2 separate regions of the Gossypium hirsutum genome follow, and region 1 is linked to region 2. The links are chromatin contacts, called in public Hi-C maps. All regions are on one chromosome and are shown on one strand. The core of a region is the stretch at or near the end of the contact, and the rest is flanking DNA. Distances in the headings are between cores, read along the strand shown.

The links. Hi-C and Micro-C count contacts between places; a contact is called where the count stands out from the background.
Region 1: a Hi-C map of leaf shows a contact between it and region 2, with 2.8 times the contacts expected there. The contact joins the promoter of LOC107949497 here to the promoter of LOC107949501 in region 2. A contact is called at or near these places in 2 of 34 Hi-C or Micro-C datasets (leaf and seedling).

The regions. Positions count from the first base shown.
Region 1 is chrD03:32,173,561-32,179,307 of Gossypium_hirsutum_v2.1, reverse strand. It overlaps LOC107949497 (probable membrane-associated kinase regulator 2), which reads left to right and starts at 1,558. Exons shown (of 2, transcript XM_016884157.2): 1 at 1,558-2,736; 2 at 2,840-3,270. The coding sequence starts at 1,743. The coding sequence ends at 2,880.
Region 2 is chrD03:31,766,428-31,771,961 of Gossypium_hirsutum_v2.1, reverse strand. It overlaps LOC107949501, which reads left to right and starts at 3,378. Exons shown (of 9, transcript XM_016884162.2): 1 at 3,378-3,781; 2 at 4,019-5,534. The coding sequence starts at 3,626. It overlaps LOC107949500 (serine/threonine-protein phosphatase PP1), which reads left to right. Exons shown (of 4, transcript XM_016884161.2): 2 at 1,103-1,662; 3 at 1,909-2,121; 4 at 2,566-2,938. The coding sequence ends at 2,580.

The DNA.
Region 1 (5,747 bases), core at 309-2,808, 410 kb before region 2:
TGGGAAAATAAAGATCCAATATGGGTTCTTTTTATAATGATTTAATATCAATGGCTAATACAATAAGAAGGAAGAAAAAAAATTTCATGGAATAAGATAGGGTTTTTTATTCTTTTGCTCTTTCTTTGTGTTTTAGATTGTTGGGTTTGAGTTTGAATTTTTGAGATGAGGATGGGTATGATATGGGTTAGTAAAGGAAATGAGAATTAAGTTTAATTTATTTGCAGATTTTGGGGGTTTTCATTCGCTATGGGGTTTAGTGGATCCAAATTTTCTTTATTGGATAAGTAATTACTTTTGTAAACAACAATAAAGGTTAATGAACCCAGAACTTATCTCTTGGCCATGACTTCCTTTATACCAAACCAAAAATAATAAAGGTTTATGCTTGTCTTGTAAGGTCTTTTAAATTTTGAATTTGGTGTAAGAATTTTAAGAACAGGTTTCGAATTTTAAGAACAGATTTCTTTAATACAGTAAACAATGGAGAAGAAGAAACAGAGGTGATGATGATGGTTTTAAAATAATTTTAATAATTTTAAAAACAAGTTTCAAAAACCCAGAAAATGATTAAGGAGGCTTTTGAAGGGGAACGGGGATGATGATGAGGAACAATGAAGATGATGATGATGATTTTAAAATCATTTTAATAATTTTTAAAAATAATTTTAAAATCATTTGTTGATATAAGACAAAATAGTGCAACTTTTAATTATATTTGAACCACCACATCAATGATAAATGTTGAACATTAGTCAACTAGCGGCCACGTCAGTATGTCCGTTAAAAATAGACTAATTTGACAAAAAAAAAAAAGCATTAGGGGCCAAAGTGATCCAAAAAAAATAAAAGGCAAAAGTGACCAAACAACCAAATATTATGAGCTATTTTTTGTATTATGCCTTTATTTTAATATACAAAATTTATTATCTCCATCAATTATATATTTATACTTGTATACTTACTATTATTTAAGCTCTTAATTGAGTTGGGATCATAAGTCAACTAGGCACCAACCCATTTAGGAAATTATGGGAATATCTTGTAATTAAAATAAGTTACATAACTTGAAGATATTTTAGTCTTTTCATTTTAACAAAAATCAATAAAAATATGCATATTGTGAGATTTAAATCCACACTAATCAAATTAGTAAAACATTAAATTTACTACACAATCAAAGCTTTATTTTAATATGTTTTATACATTTTTTGTAATATGTATAAATTATTATCTACATCAGTTATATATCTATACTTCTATAGTATTATTTAAGCTCTTATTAGAAAAATTATGAAAATATCTTTCAATAATTAAATAATTTATATTATTTGAGGGTATTTTAATCTTTTTATTTTAATAAAAACTAATAAAAATATACATATAATTAAATTTAAATCCACATAAAAACCTTAAATTTACCACTCTTGTTTTTATTATGATTAATTAATTAAATTATTTATTGTGTTATAATTAAGTTGTAGATTCATCACCCTTGATTTTCACTTGTATTATATTTATATATTAGCACAAATTTTAATTAAGCTTATAAAAGAAGATTAAACTTCCTTCCTTCTTGCCTGCGAGAAAAGGTTACCCCCTTCTATGTTCAGTCTGCTGCACTTCCCATTACCCCTAAACCCTCCCACTTTCTCTCACTCCTTTTTTTCACTTTACTTTTTCTATTTCAAAAATCCCATTCAAATTTTATCTTCTTTTTCTCTATACTGGCTCTCCCAACTATGGAAGCTTTTAGCTTGCTTAAGTATTGGCGAGGCGGCGGCAGCGACGGTACCAATGCTTGTGTTAACACACGTTCCTCCGCCAGTTCTGGTTGCACAACGACCACGATTGTCACGGCGGCCACTACTCATCTGGCAGTGGATACTGACGACGACGACGATGGACCTTTCTTTGACTTAGAATTTTCAGTTCCTGATGAGGATGAATCTGAGGACAACGAAGAAGATAATGTTGAAGATGATGAAAGTGAGGTTGATACCAAACCTGACGGTGGTTGCTCCGATGGTGAAAGTGAAACCGAGTTCGACTTTGCAGTACCCGTTGAGTCGAACTCTTCTTTGGAGTCAAAGCCTCAACAATGCACTGTCTCATTGTTGAAATCAGCTGCTAAGGTTCGTGTTTTTTTGTTGAAGTTGAAGAAGACGAAGCTTAACTCAAATGAAAAAACAGAGCCGCCAAAAAAGCAAGTAGGAAACGACAGTACTAACAAGAAGTACAACAAGAACAGGTTTTTTACAGTGAAGTTCAAGGTTGAAGAGGTTCCTATAATGTCTCTGTTCTCCAAAGACAACGGTAAGTCTCAAAAACAGCAAAGCTCCGACGGTTCTGTTTCCGATGAAAAGAGATTCTCCAAAGATGTAATGCAACGATACTTAAAGAAAGTCAAGCCACTTTATGTTAAGGTTTCGAGAAGGTACGGTGAGAAATTAAAGTTTTCAGGGCAGTTAAACCCACCGTCTACGGTGGCTAAAGAACCAGTTGGAGAGAATGAGGTGCACTTGAAGAGCAGCAAGCGTGTGAATGTTCCAGCGGGACTTAGAGTGGTTTGTAAGCATTTGGGAAGTAATAGATCAGCTTCCTCCGCCGTAGCGGCTGCTCCTCCTCCGTCGTCGGTGGTTTCGTCCAAGAGGAGAGATGATTCTCAGTTGCAGCAAGAGGACGGCGTTCAAAGCGCCATCTTGCATTGCAAAAGATCTTTCAATCGTTCTCCAGGTACTTCATTTAAAAGCTCATTACTTGTTACTTCAAAAAAAAAAAATCAGCCTTTTTTGTTTTACCATCTCTGTTACTGAACCATTATTTTTGTTTATTGTAGATTCTTCCATGTCGTCAAGCTCTAATGAAAAATCGGAGTAATTTGAAGCATGAAATGGTGGAAAAAATTCCCGTGTGTGTAAAGTAAAGGCAAGCTAGTTTAGGTTCTTTTGCAATTCTCTCACTATTTTGTAGCTGAAGGGTTCCTGTTTCTGGGAAAGTGAGAAGAATCAGATCCTTTGTATCCATCTTTGAAAAGGAAAAAAAAGGATGTTATGCAAATGCAGGCTCCATTATTATCACCAAATTTAATTTCGGATAATGTTGTAATTCATGGTCAAAAAAATAGAAAAGTGGGGAACCAAAGCAGGGAAAAAGGAACAGACAGCAAGCAAATTCCCACAATTGTAAATGTTAATTATGACGACCATGCAATTTATAATGTCAATCTTGGTTTATGAAATTATTCTTATAAATAATACAATTACTGTAGCCCAAGGAGTGTGCCCTGATGACTTATAACGCCATACCTACGACTTATGTGAAATGGGCCTATGTACTAAAAATTTATTCCCCATGTTTGCTCAATTCTATATCAACTGACTTAGTTTATTTTAGTCTTTCTATAAATTTTCTTTTTTAATTGATACATTATATTTTATTAAATATTATTGGTAATTTAAATAAAATATATTATAATCCGACTCAATTCATAAAAAATCCAATCAGCTTAAAGAAAATTCATGTATTTTTTTAACTATTACGTGGTTGAAAGAGTTCAAAAATATATTAGTTTTTTTTTACGGTTAGTTTTTCATGAGTTTGAACTATGGGTAAATTAATTGAGTATGATATATTTTATTTAAATTATCAATAATTTTAGTAGAGGAATTAAAATAAACTTTAACTCCTGGTAGACTTTGATTGAACCGCAAGTGGACGAAATAATCAACTTGCTTTTTGTATTTAAATTTGATACCTCATTCTTCAACGTGGTATTCCCAATTGGTGTGCGTGGAATCAGTTTACCTCAAGCTGCAACGATATTTCGTCAACTAGTTTACCTCAAGCCGTTACGAAAAATGACGGGGCACCAAATGACGAACACATGGCATTATTATCATTTTAAAATTTCTCTCAATTTCCATTTTATTCTTCATATAACATTAAAAAACATTTGTTTCCGTTGTATTTTCCATTGTCGCCCAACCTTCCCTCCATCCCCACCTTCCTCATCAGTATTGTTTCATTTCCCCCCTTTCGTTTTTCTTTCCTTTTGTTTCTCCTAAAGCTTTAGAGGCTAGAATTCTCCTTGGTGATCCATGGTGCTGCTTTTGGTGGTTCGTTCCTTACCTTTTCTTGTTGGCAGAATCGAAGCGGCGGTAACGGCGAATGCCATCTTTGATTTCTTGTTGGGCATGTCAGCGGTGGTTGAATTTCTCGGCGTTGTTCTAGCAGGAGAATCAAATCTCGGTCGGCGGTTGGTGGCCGGGCTCGATAGTGTTAGAATAAGGTTTCGGAGATGGTGGCAAGAAAATTGGGAATGAGATGGGCAATTTCAGCGCCATCACTTTTAGCTTTCAGTGAAGAAAGCAAAAGCTGGAACTAAGCACCAAGAAGAAAAAAACTTTTTATCAATGTCCTTTGGTTGTGCTTTAGTTATATTATTTTTATTTTAGGGAAAAATAAAATAAGTCGGCCTGGGTCTGTTTATAATAGTTTGATTATGGTATGTGGTTTGTAATTAAGGAGTTCTGGTGATGATTAACGAACAACTTAGTGGATGAAGCTTTGATTGCTTGAGCATGGAGATTTTGCTTAGGTGTTCTTCCCTACTACACAAAAGGTCATATCTTTTGCAAGTATTTCCTTTGTCGCCGGAAAATAACCTCACCGGAATTTGGAAATGGCTGCTGGGCTTTGAGATTTCTTATCAGGATATGAAAAATTATGAATTTTCCGATAAAAACTAGAGTTTTCCGCTCACCGGATTTCGAAGAACATAGAAAATGAAACAAAGGAAAAATGAAATAAAGGAAATTTAAAAAAAATAAAATATAATGCCACATGTCAATTACGAATTGATCATTTAGAGCCACCTCATTTTCCGTACCGGCTTGGCTTGGGTTAAACTAGTGGACGGAACTATTTCATATGTACCAAATCGGGAAAAAAAAGATATATCATATTGAGGAATGAGGTGTTGTTGAAATATCAAGCTGCATATTAATCTTATATTTTTTATACAATTCTTACTATTATCAATAACTTTTTAAAATTTTAAATTGGAGGATAATATGCGCTTAAACGTTAGAACTAAGATAGTCAGTATTGCATCGATGAGCATACTATTTTTGTCTCGGTACAAGTACAAACAGGTATTGGTGTATTTTAATATATCATTTTTGGTTTATGGATGTTTTTATTTTTACACAAACATTTATTTATTTGGCTTAGTATTTGGTACAGTTTGTCGTAAATACAAAAGTACTGAACGTGCTTTTTAAAAAAATTTAGGTTCGAAATTTTTGAAAGATTTCTTTACAAAAACGAAAAAAACATATTTTTTCTTTGATCTTCTCAATAGGGTGTTTTTTTTTTTGCTTTGCGAAAGTTTTATCTGAGAAGAATTTAGTATTTGGATATTATTTATATCAAGGCTCAGGTTAATCATTCAAGATTGGTTATGAAATTAAGGGTCTGTTTGATTAAAGGAATTGATTTTCCGGAAAATCATTTCCAACTTTTCCAGCGTTTGATTGGCGGAAAACATTTTCCATTTGGAAAATGAACTCCAAAACAAGAGAAAATGGGTTACATTATAGGGAAAATGTCTTACCCTTTCAATTTCCGTAAGACATTTTCCGTGCTCTCCTCTCTATCGCCTCCTTCATTTCCGGTAGAAAATTGCTTCTATTTATCGATTTTCCAGTAACTTGTTTTTTTAATTATTCAATACTTGTTTTTTT
Region 2 (5,534 bases), core at 2,129-4,628:
TACAGATTTTGAGTAAAATGTAATCTGATATCTTAGTAATACAACTCTAGGTCGTTGTTAGGGAAGCAGTAGTATCATTGATAGGTGAATTTTGTGTAAAGATATATTTACTGCACGCACTACTTGGCTAAACTGTTGTAGCTAGTTGTATGTAACATGCATTATGCATATGCCATAATGAGATGATACTTTAGCCTTTCTAAAGTTTTGGGCGTATTAGTTATTATTTAGTGTGCTTATGATCTTGATTTTTGTTATTGTGCTTTGATAGATGCAGTCCGGTGGACATGGGACAACTTTTCTATGACAAGGGTCTCAATTTGGAAAGTTGTTGGCATTTTGTGCTATTCGGAAGTTAAATAAATTATATTCCCCTACGTGGTGGAAAATAATAAAAGCATTTATCAAGGGAAAGTGAGAACTTTCATACTATGATAAACATTTTCTAACAAGACTACTGCTATCGTATGAAGGTTCTGAATTTGCTAGCATTATGTTAACCCTTAGATGTGGGGCTTGGAGCACAGAATGTCTTTGTGTCTGGCTGAACTTAAAATAAGATTTTAGAGCTGCACTCTGTTTGTATATTTGTTCCTTTCCGTAAAGATGGACTTGGTCCCTTTTTTCCTATTCTTTTTACTTCAACACTTAGTATTTTTTGTTTGTATGTGTTTGGGGGGTGGGATGTGTAATAATTTTGCTTCCATCTGTACATCATATGTCAAAAGGGTTCATCGGAGTTTGTGATGGTTTTAGTGGGCCTTAAAGTGTCATTAGAGTTTTGCAGAAGCTGTTGTGCCTTGAACGATAGCTCTGTGTGTTTTTTTCTCATTTTGGTTTGTATATAGGATCACATGCTCAATAATTTCAAGGTCTTTTATTTCAGTCAGTTAGGTCTGCTTGGTAATTCTAGGGGCTTGGACTTCTCTAATTTGAATTTATCTTTCATTCACTACCACATTAACTTGATCTTCATCAAACGAGCTTGGTGTGCATTTTTTTTCCCATATAAATAATATAATTTTAATTTCTGTAGGTTTTTTAAGTTTTAACAAATTGGGAATGTAATAATTCTGCGTTTACTTTCATACTATTTTGGCAGGAGATGTTCACGGTCAATTTTCTGATCTTCTACGCTTGTTTGAGTACGGAGGATATCCGCCTACAGCAAACTATTTATTCCTAGGTGACTATGTTGATCGTGGCAAGCAGAGCATTGAAACAATTTGCCTTCTCCTAGCATACAAAATCAAATACAAAGAGAATTTTTTTCTCCTTAGAGGCAACCATGAATGTGCATCAATTAACCGTATATATGGTTTCTATGATGAGTGCAAAAGAAGGTTTAATGTTCGTGTCTGGAAGTTGTTTACAGAATGCTTTAATTGCCTCCCTGTTGCTGCTCTAATTGATGAGAAGATCCTTTGCATGCATGGTGGATTATCTCCTGACTTGAAAACATTGGATCAGATCCGTAGCATTTCTCGCCCTGTTGATGTGCCAGATCAGGGCCTTCTCTGTGATCTTCTTTGGGCTGATCCTGATAAAGATCTTGATGGCTGGGGAGAGAATGATAGGGGAGTTTCATATACATTTGGGGCTGACATAGTTTCTGAATTCCTTAAGAAACATGACCTTGATCTCATTTGCCGAGCTCACCAGGTATTGTTATCCGTATTGACCTTAACTTCGTTTTGTTTTGTTTTATTTATTTATTTTGCTAAATTTGCATGACTTGATGGTATATTAGGAACTCGTGGGAAACTTGTGAAAAATGAAGAGTTTAGGGTTCCTGGAACCTTCGTGTTACTGCCAGTATAACAATGTGGGCAGACTGACTAAATTCTAGTAATTAATGTTTGTATTCTTTATTGTCTTTTAAATTTTATGTTTTTATGCTTCGTTTAGGTTGTAGAAGATGGCTATGAGTTCTTTGCAAAGCGACAGTTGGTGACCATATTCTCTGCTCCAAACTACTGCGGGGAATTCGATAATGCAGGTGCCATGATGAGTGTGGATGATAGTTTAACATGTTCGTTTCAGATTCTTAAATCTTTAGAGAAGAAAGGAAAGGGTGGATTTGGCAACAACACATTCAGACCAGGAACCCCACCTCACAAGGTAGGAAACTATTAGTCATCATGAATTGATAAATTGAATCACCAAGGAATATATGTATAAAGGTAAGCAATTCCGTCCTATAATATTTATCGATAATCAGGTATAAAGCTTGAGTCACCAGATATATGTATAACTGCGTCCTACTGTTTCTGGTCAATGGATCAGTTATTACCAAATGGACATAGGACCCATGTAGAAATATGCCACAGAGAGAGAGAGAGGTTCAACCGTTTACTATCAAAATTTCCTTTGACATTGATTGCTGCTTTGTCAACGACTCAGCGCCTTTCTGAACAGCCCCTTCCCTGGTTTCACTTCTTTTTTACTTAGTGATGGGAGTGCAGCTTTAGTTAGATTGTCCATTTTCAGCTGTTTTTATCAGATTGTTTCGTTTTATTTTTCTGGCACTAAACCAATTTGTGCCCTTTTTTTATCTTCTTTCAGGGTGGGAAGCGCTGAGTAAGACCGTAAAGTTCAATGTTGGATGACCAATAGACCAATAGGGTCGTTCTTGTCTCTACTTAATGATGGTGTTTTGTTGAATGAAACTGTGATGGCTGGCTGGACTATTGTTGGATGCAAAAGGAAATTGGAAGGTAAAGTTGCTGGAATGACATAGGAGAAGAGCTATGGAGCTCGGTTACCAGCCGGAGCTTGGTTTTTCTTATCATATGTAAAACCGGATTCTAATTCCAGTATGTTGATTTTTAATTCTTGTAGGTAACGAAATATCATTTCGTATCGTAACTGTTTTCAGCTTCTGTTGTGGTTGGGGTAGTACCCTTCCAAGTCAAATGGAAAGAAAAAAAATTATGAACTTGGTGGCTATGGCTCTCGGCCGTTTTATGCTTTAACATTGAGATTTTGGTAACCTATGAACAAAAGCCTGAAGTAGTTTCAGGCACTTCAGCGGCTTTAAAATCAGAACCATCCATGATACAATGCGATGCGCTTTCACAAAGGCAAAATTTATGAGAGTTTGATAACATCGTAAATCTTAAATACTAATAGCTTGGATAAAATAGGGAACCAAGATTTACAATTGGCTCTTACTTTCGATGTTATGTGGGTTGTATTTGGAACTTTGTTTAAATAAATTATTAAAAATTACATAAAATAAAAATAATTAAAAAGGTCCTATTCAATTGTTGGTTTATATCGGTTTATTGGTTCAACTTTAATTGGACCGGTCCTGTCCTGGTAAAACTTAAAAAAGAAATCCTGAAAAATATATAATTAGATCAACCTTTTTCTGTTCATTTTGCTAATTAACTAAGTAGAAGATTCTCAAAACTCTGGCAAAATTATGAAGTGCTGATGAATAGAGAGAGAGTGGTAGTGGTACCAGTAAAAAGTTCATTCGAAAAGATTCATGCCCAGAACAAAGAAATAAGCAAAAATGTATATAGTGGTATCTGGGTCCAAAATATAGACACTTGCGCATCGAATTTGTAATAAAAACGCAGCCTTCAACACATTTGAAGGCAGAGCTACTACATAGGCCATGAAGTGCCGATCCATGGCGTGTATATGGTCAGGCACGCCTCCGGTCCATCGTGTCACAGCCACAGCCGCTCTCAACCACCCTCCGACTCTCTACACTGGCGGATCCGATGGCTCCATCCTCTGGTGGAACCTCTCCAATTCAGATTCCCACTCGGTAACCAACTAACTTTACTCGATTCAATTTAGGAAAACAATATAACTAAAAGATTCGGGTTCTCTTCTTCTTATTAAGAATAATTAGCTTATTATATTTGTGTTATGCAATTGAATGACCAGAGAGCTTCAATTTGATATTATATATGCATTTGCTCGGTAGTAAATCTGGGTTTTGCTAGGGTATAGTTTAGATTGTTGAATTTAGACTGATGGTCGAAATTTGTATCATATTCAGGAAATTCGACCAATTGCTATGTTGTGCGGTCATGCTGCACCAATAGCTGATCTCGCCATTTGCTGTCCCATTGTAGTATCTGGAGAACAAAGCATGGACTATTCAAGTAATGTTGCTTTCAACTCTAGCTTTGATAATGGGGGTGCCTTACTAAGTGCTTGTACTGACAGTATGTTGTGCGTCTGGAGCAGAAGTAGTGGCCACTGCAGGCGTAGAAGAAAACTGCCACCTTGGGTGGGCAGCCCATCGATTATTCGTACATTGCCTTGGAATCCAAGATATGCTTGTGTAGGCTGTTGCTTTATTGATGCTGCACATTTAACTGACCACCAGTTGATGGAATCTGCCGAAGGGGGTGAGATTTCAATGGATAAAGAATCTCAGAACAGGAAGCCTCCTAAGTGTACTGTTGTTATTGTTGATACGTATACTCTTACTATTGTACAAACCGTTTTTCATGGGAATTTGTCCATTGGGCCTTTGAAGTTTATGGATGTTGTTTCTTCAGTTGATGATGGAGAAATACATTGTTCACTCTTGGCTGACTCCTTTGGTAAGCTACAATTGTTTCCTTTGACAAAGGACTTTCATCAAGGTAGTGAGGGTGAGACTAGGTTGCAGAAATCTTCTAAGCAAGAAATAGAGGCATGGGAAGATGGCCTTGTTGAGGCTGGACAAGTAGTGTCAATTGCAACGTGTAGGACTACTGTTGCTACTGTTTTAAAAGATCGATCTATATTTAGGCTGTTGGACGGTGCCATTACAATAGGAGTGATTCTTTTCATGAACAATGTCCTTTGTGTTGAAGATGATCATGGTCAGTCACATGTTGTAGGGGCTATGTTTCTTGAAAGTAAAAATTATGGGAATGCACAAATTACTGGTGTAACCCATGAATCTGAAATTTTTTTAGTGTGGAATAATATAGGATCTGCAGTTTTGTATGCAATATCATATTTAGATAACACATTCAATTATGAGCCTCTTTGTGAAATCCCTGCCATGTCATTTCCCCTGGGTGCAAGGTTGTCGTTTTCTTTTGTCCACTTGAGCCAAATACTTCTTCGGGTTGAATCAGTTTGCTTCACTATTGAAGACTCATTTCAATGGAAACCACGTGTTACAATCTGGTCACTTCAGCAGAGATGTGATCGTGGCAAACTCTTTGATGAATGCAAAATGCTTGGACAAGGCATTTCGTTTCTTGGCTGGACTCCGACTGCTGGTTTAGATCATAAAAGCGAATCTTTGGGTGGATTCAATACCAAATTAACATCTATTCAGAGCTCTGTTTCCGTCTCAGAAACTGTCGATAGCATACATGTAGATGATAGTTGTTATTCTGTCCCAAAGGGACAAATTGTATCTTCTTCCATGGTTATTTCTGAAAATCTTTATGCTCCTTCTGCGATTGTATATGGCTTCTCTAGTGGTCAAATCCAAGTTGTGTGGTTCAATTTGTTTAGGGGGCTTGATTCTCCAGCTGGAAGTCCACGCCTTGAGGTAGACTCTCATA